Linked DNA regions of Mus musculus: region 1 is linked to region 2. Evidence: chromatin contacts called from public Hi-C data. All regions are on one chromosome and are shown on one strand. The core of a region is the stretch at or near the end of the contact, and the rest is flanking DNA. Distances in the headings are between cores, read along the strand shown.

The links. A called contact is a pair of places that touch in the nucleus more often than the background predicts.
Region 1: a Hi-C map of the N1E-115 cell line shows a contact between it and region 2, with 5 times the contacts expected there. The contact joins the enhancer-like site here to the promoter of Slit2 in region 2. A contact is called at or near these places in 1 of 484 Hi-C or Micro-C datasets (the N1E-115 cell line) and 3 of 9 other capture datasets (adipose tissue, liver and pancreatic islet).

The regions. Positions count from the first base shown.
Region 1 is chr5:48,057,087-48,060,407 of GRCm38.p6, forward strand. The region is part of intron 4 of Slit2 (slit guidance ligand 2); the gene reads left to right. Among named protein-coding and RNA genes, the nearest start is that of Slit2, 76 kb to the left of the region's middle. Within about 2 kb of position 1,760, at least 7 of the 459 cell types and tissues checked have an H3K27ac peak or open chromatin away from gene starts, as enhancers often do. A contact at or near this core is called in the N1E-115 cell line, where this site is marked.
Region 2 is chr5:47,981,624-47,984,717 of GRCm38.p6, forward strand. Slit2 (slit guidance ligand 2) reads left to right here and starts at 1,532. Exons shown (of 36, transcript NM_178804.5): 1 at 1,532-3,094.

The DNA of each region.
Region 1 (3,321 bases), core at 510-3,009, 76 kb after region 2:
CAACAGACAGAGAGGGGGAAAGAAGGGAGAGGAGAAGGGGATGGAGAAGAAAGCTGGGAAGAGAAGAAGAAAAGGGAATGTCCTCACCAAATGTCCTCAAGGTACAATGAGCCTGTTCATTCTTCTCTGTGTCTAATTGAGATCACCAGGATGGAGTGGAGTGACATGGCAGGCTTAAAGCTGTCTGTCTCCTCTCCATTAAGATGTTTATTACTAAAAGAGTTTCTCAACCTGTTCCTTTTAGAAGCCAGTCCTAACTGAAACCTCTGAATTTTGTAATTTGTACTATGAAGGCTCCCCTTGCTTCCTTCCTTCCTTCCTTCCTTCCTTCCTTCCTTCCTTCCTTCCTTCCTTCCTTCCTTCCTTCTTGTTCTATTATCGTCTTATTTAAATGTCTATAAGAGTGCTTTGGGGTTAAAAGCTCAAACTAGTGACTATACTCTTTATTTCCTGTAATTTTTTATGTCAACATTTGTTTCATGGAGTAAGGAAAAGTATGACTGCAAACTGCCTAATTTAGCCTTGCTTTGGTCTCCAGAAATCCAGACTTCCATTTGTACTCATGCACACGTTCCTGATTTCTGCTTGCTTACTCTCACTTACTACTAAATGCTCTTTTCCCAGTTTTTCCATATCTGTGCCCTTTAAAAATCTGTTTAGCAAGTAGTTGCAGAATAAATAGCATTAAAAATAAACTGCTTATTCTGACATTTATCGTTGTAAAGCTATTTCCATTTTAGGGAAGATTCAATTTACAAGAAAAGTTATTAGCGGCATGTCTAAAATATGCTTAGATAATTTTGACTGTCACACAGCCCTTCTGACTGGCATTTCTTGTTTGGTTGTTTTTCTTTCTAATCAGATCATTTCTGTGTCTGCTGAAATATGTCTGACTTATGCTGAGTTTCTTAAGTTGATCTCTTGAAGGATAGTTAATGCCCCTAAATCTTGTCTCAAGCCCTAATATTTGACACATTGTGTTCAATCTATTATGGATGCTTGTACTCCAGACAGCAGACTGTTTGACCTACTGCTTTAATTTGGAACTTTTATTCCTTATTCTTTAGAATTCCATCACAAGTAGGTTTTTTTTGGGGGGGGGTGTTTGTTTCTTTTGTTGTGTCTTCAACCATTCTCATTGATTCTTCCCTTTCAAAACCCAACTGAAGTCTAACCCATTGATAAGTGGCACATAGTGACTCTAAGTGAATCTTACAGTAATTCCTCTGGGAATTCTCAACTCAGATTTTACGTAATTATTTTTCCCTTATTTGTACACCATGTTGAATGTATTCCGAAGGAAGATTTTTTTTTCTTCCTTTAAGTGTTTAAATGAAATCTGGCTCTTTAACTGGAAGTTTTGACAATGATTTCTGAGATGGCATTTATTTTACCTTTTGTTATCCTCCCTAGTTTATAGAATTCATTGTTCTGTGTGGTGAAGGAATTCTTGTTAAATAATATTGGGTCCTAGGTTCTGGACTACAGAATAACATGGATTATATTTGCCTAAACAGATGTTTTCTTAAGACATACAGCAGTTGTTCCAGTGCCAGCTTAACTTCATTTTAAAAATAGGTGAAACCCGACTTGGGAGAGCGCTGGGTATCACAGCATCCCAAACAACAGGTTTCTCAGCGAGGCTCTTTGTCTCTTCCACCATTCTTCATATTCCTTCCAGATCGATTGAGGCATATGGCCTTAATTATCACGTAGAGGCTGAGAGCACGCCGAGCTCCCGCCTTCCCCCGACTTTTCTAATGAAGCTCACTCCTAGCAGCAACGTGTGCCAGATTATTGTATTGCATTATGACATTAAACATGGACCAGCAGAGGTCTGGCTAATTGGGAAAGATGCCTTTCTTTTGCTAACTGCTTGTTTATTTTCTAGGAAGCTAATTTGCTTTGGTTAGAAAATGAAACCTCATAATCCACTATAAATGAGTTTGGTCATATAATATTCATAGCAAGGCTGGGGAAATCCTATAAATAAATAAACAAAAATACTAAGAGAAATTATTTACACAACATGACTCAATGAGGCTTTGTTGCTGTTATTTGCTGCCTGTGAGACTCGAATTAACATCGACTGTGTGTTTTCCTTCCTTCTTTTAATGAATCAGTAAACAGTATTTGTAATTCCCAGGTTAATTATTCACAGACAAGCACTTGCTTAAAAGCTTTAATATTAAATTGGTTTCTTTCACTTCACTGGAAAATAAGTAAAACTGTTTTGTAATGTTTAGAGGATATAATTTAAAATGATGAACAATTTAAATAATACACAATCCAAGATTTGCACTTATTATGTAATAAAATCTTCATTTAAGGATTTAATTTTTAAATATGTATATATGTGTGGGTTTGTGTGTATGTGAATGCAGGTGGCCTCCAAGTCCAGAAGAGAGTGTCAGATCCTCTAGGACTGGAGTTACAAATGGTTGTGGGCTGCCCACTGTGGATAATGGCCCCTGAACTTGAGACCACTGAGAGAATAGAGAGTCCCTTAGCCTCTGAGCCATCATTGTCCCCAGGTCCATGTAGCAAAAGTGTATAGACACAACCTGAAACCATACTGCATCACCCACCTGCTTACCACACTTTGCCCACTACCCAGCTCATTCGCATTTTGATACTCTGATTTTCTCCCAAGCCCATTTGATGTCTCCTAAATATATGTTGAAGCTTTTCAATGACTGGGAAACTGAAAGCTGTTTCTAAATGCAAACCTTTTAGTTTTGATCTTCTTCCCACACATTAGCTTTCTGAATAATCCCAACATGATGCTTTTGGCTTAGAGGTAATTTTGCCAAGACTCCTTAGGTCACAGCGGCTGTCCAAGAGGGCTTCTCGCAACTGTTTCTGGAGTTATGCTAGGGATTTCCAGGGGAGAGAGGAAATGGTAAAGTGAGAATTTATGCTTCAACCCCTTGAAGAATTATAATGGAAATATGAATTCAACTTGGGTACAAGTGTTGCATATTATCGGAAGGCGACTTCTTCTGTAGGTAAGAAGTTACCAAGGAAGCTAAAGTAGTAGGATAAATGAAATCTGTAAATATTTTTCTAATGTTTTGTTTTCAATTCAGAGCCATGAACTTGTAGATGACTGCTCTTTACTATAAACATTCTAAAATTATTCATATAAAAGAGTGGGAAAAGTAAGATTTTAGGTAGGATTTTGACACTAAATGGGTAGGTTTTTAAACAATGGAAAATATTGGAGTCCAAATATGCTCTAATGTTCAGAATTGTCAGTGAAAATGCCATATTGTGTGTTGTGGGCTCTCTAGTCTTTATCTGTGTCCAGTGCTAACTGCT
Region 2 (3,094 bases), core at 282-2,781:
GCAAAAATCTAGAAGGACAAATGAATGCATGAATGTCAAATGTTCTGAAGTCTTTTTAAGAATGGTGCCATACAAATAAATGGCATTCAAATGAATAATACCAAGAGTTCCAATCTACTTTATGAGGGGACAGCCTGTCTTTGACAATATCTTCTGAAGGGCTTTTGGATCTCAGTGGCAGGCAAAATGACCTGAGAAAGATATCCTGAAAAAAAATTTTTTAAATAGGCAAAAATAAAGATGTTGGAGGGATTTCACGGTTCATATTTATGAAATAAAACACTGATCAGGAAACCTATTAAGTTACAGGTAGCTTGTTAAATGCCAAAAAATGCTAAAGAGAACTGGGCCGACTTCGCGGTCAAGGTTTGTCAGATATTTTATACGAATGATACTTTACTGTAAAACTGACTTTATGGTAGGGGCTGGCACAAAGTAGAACGTGACTACAGGCAAAGAAGATGAGGAAATTAAAAGCAAGGGAAGAAGCTGACTCATTTAGTTGTTATTTCAAACCTATAGCGGCGTTGGTGTCTGCTGAGAGATGCTGACTACTGCCAGACATCACACTGAAGAGACAAGAAGGAAGGAGGAAATTCATTTTCAAAACAGTGCAGGGGTGGGGATGGGGATGGGGGTAGGGGTGAGGTGGGGATGGGGGTGGGGTGTCCAGTTAGGCACTGAATTAAGGAAAGCCTTCTAGTATAATGGGCATCGCTAGGATTTACTTCCTCTTCCCTTTGCCAGCTAAGAGAGTAAAACCGTAGGGACCTATCCAAACCCTTGGAGTTGTGTGAGTTTGTATAGTGCCCACGCAACCAAATCCCTCACCATGGCGTTTTTTAAGTAAGTGATTATAAAGAAAGGGTTAACCGAAGACGGTGGCTTAGGGATGGGAAGGCCAGAGAGAAGGTTGAAAACACTACTCCCAACTTGCTACAACTCTAAACTTTGAAGCCACCCAAACAAAATGTGTGTGTGTGGGGGGGGGGGGGGGGATAAAATGCGCGCTCACGGAGGCAGATCTATTTCAGTAGAGTTTTCTTGTTTTGTTTTGTTTTTGTTTTAATTTTAAAATCATAATCTCGCTGTCTCTCTCTTTCTCTCTTTCAGTGTTGCAAGCCCAGAGCGGTCCCCTTTAGGATCGCGACTCAAAAAGCTACAACAGAGGCTCTGCCTTCTCCATTTATTTATGAGCTGTCCTCAAAGCTGCCCCTCTCCTCGTTCTCCCGCTGGGAACCTCGGTTTCTGGGCTCTGGTCAGCTCTGAGGCCAAGGAGTTGTGTGGAGGAGACCCGAGCTCTTCTTTCTGGTGGCCAAGTTTGCTGGATCCTAGGAGTCTGGGCGCGAGCAGGGGCGTACGGGAACGCGCGCCGCTGTCTGCAGCCGGAGCTGCCAGCCTGGGCCTCACCTCTCCCGGGCGAGGTGCAGGCTTTCCGCGCGCGGCCAGGGGGCGGGGCGAGGCTTGCGGGGGCGGAGCCAAGGGCGGGGGCTCCGGCTGCTATATAAAGACCGGCGGCCGCTTTAACTTCGGACTTGGGCTTATTTATTTACGGAGCGCCTGGACGGCGGAGGCTGGAGGAGGCGGCGGCTGTGGCTGCCGCAGACGGTGGTTTAAAAAAAGGAGGAGAAGGAGGCGGCGGCGGCGGCGAGGGATGGGAGCGCCCAGGCTTCAGGGCGCAGGCCGGAGCTGCCGAGCTTTCCTGAGGCTGCGGGAGTACTGAGGAGAAAAAGGGGACGTCCCGGGGGCCCACAGGCGACTCCAGAGGCGCGGACTGGGGTCTTTTTGTTTGGCTGCGCTCAGCGCCCAGCAGCCAGAGCGGACAACTCCAGTTACAACAACAACCCACCTTCCAGCAGCCAGGCGAGACTTAGGCTGCGGAGTCCGTCCTATTGTTTAGACACTTGCCTGGGGCTCTGGAGCGCCAGTCCCTGCTCAGTCTCCGCCTTCCCTCTCTCTCCACTTTCCTCCCGGGAACCGCGAGTGCCGAAAGCCTCCCTGAGAGGGGAAGGGGCTGGAAGCCAAGCGCTGCCTAGTCTGTGGTCGCCGAGTCAGGTGCAACGTCCGGGGCTAAGCGGCATCTCAACGTCTGCGGCTGGACTCCTCCCGTGACAGTGGGTGACCGGATCCAACGCCTGGGGAAACTTCCTGCACTTTGAGGCTGAGGACCCACTTGTAGGGGCTGCCCGAGGGGTGGCTGAGAGGCTGCATACAGCAGGACGTCGCTGTTGGCTGTTGTTTCTTCTACCTGTGCCGTCAGGTGTGTGCTGCGGAGCTGCGGCGTATCCCGGAGACCAGAGTGGCTGACAAGAGCGCGCACACTCTACTGCCATTCGGTTGTCGCCTGGGGTCTGCCAGGGTAGCAGATCCCCATCTTTCTGCCTTCTACCTAGTAGTCATCCATCAGGGCACAGTAGCAGCACTGGCATCGCGGACACCTAGTCTTTGCTTTGCTCTTCTGGGCTCGCCTATCTGCAAATCTTGCCCAAGCTAGAGGACCTTTCCTACTCAACTTGGCTTACTGGATTTTTCCCCACTGCAGGAGTGAGGACTAGTGGATATTCCTGCAAGGCTGCAGCAGTCCGACTGCCCTTTTGTCTCTCTGTGTGACCTCAGGGGCAGGCCCTGGTGCAGAGCGTCGCCAAGGACGCCGGGAGGGAGGCGGGATTGCCAAGATATCCTCCAGTGAAGTGCATGTGTGTGTGCAAGCCATCCTTGGCTGTCGGGAAGTGGAGAAGACGGTTGAGGCTGCTGCTGTGCCGCAGGAGTGGAGAGGCCCCGGGAGCTGAGCCCTGAGCCCCGCATCACCGCCCGGCACCCCCAAGGCTGTCTGAATACCCGGTGCGCCCCCACGCGCGCCATGACCAGTCTCTCCGAGGGCTCTGCTTTGGACCTGCCAGGCCCTTGCGCCTTCTAGCTTCGGGGGAATCCACTTTGATCAGGGCCACCATTACTGTTTAAGTTCCCTCCTCAGCCTTGTACTCTTTCCACTGGAATCGGATTTGCTAGAGGGTTCGTGGGATCAGAAGTCCTCCCTTGTCCTCAAGCAACCAGCCTCTGCATCTTCGCGGACACTGCAAGTAGGAGCTCTTTT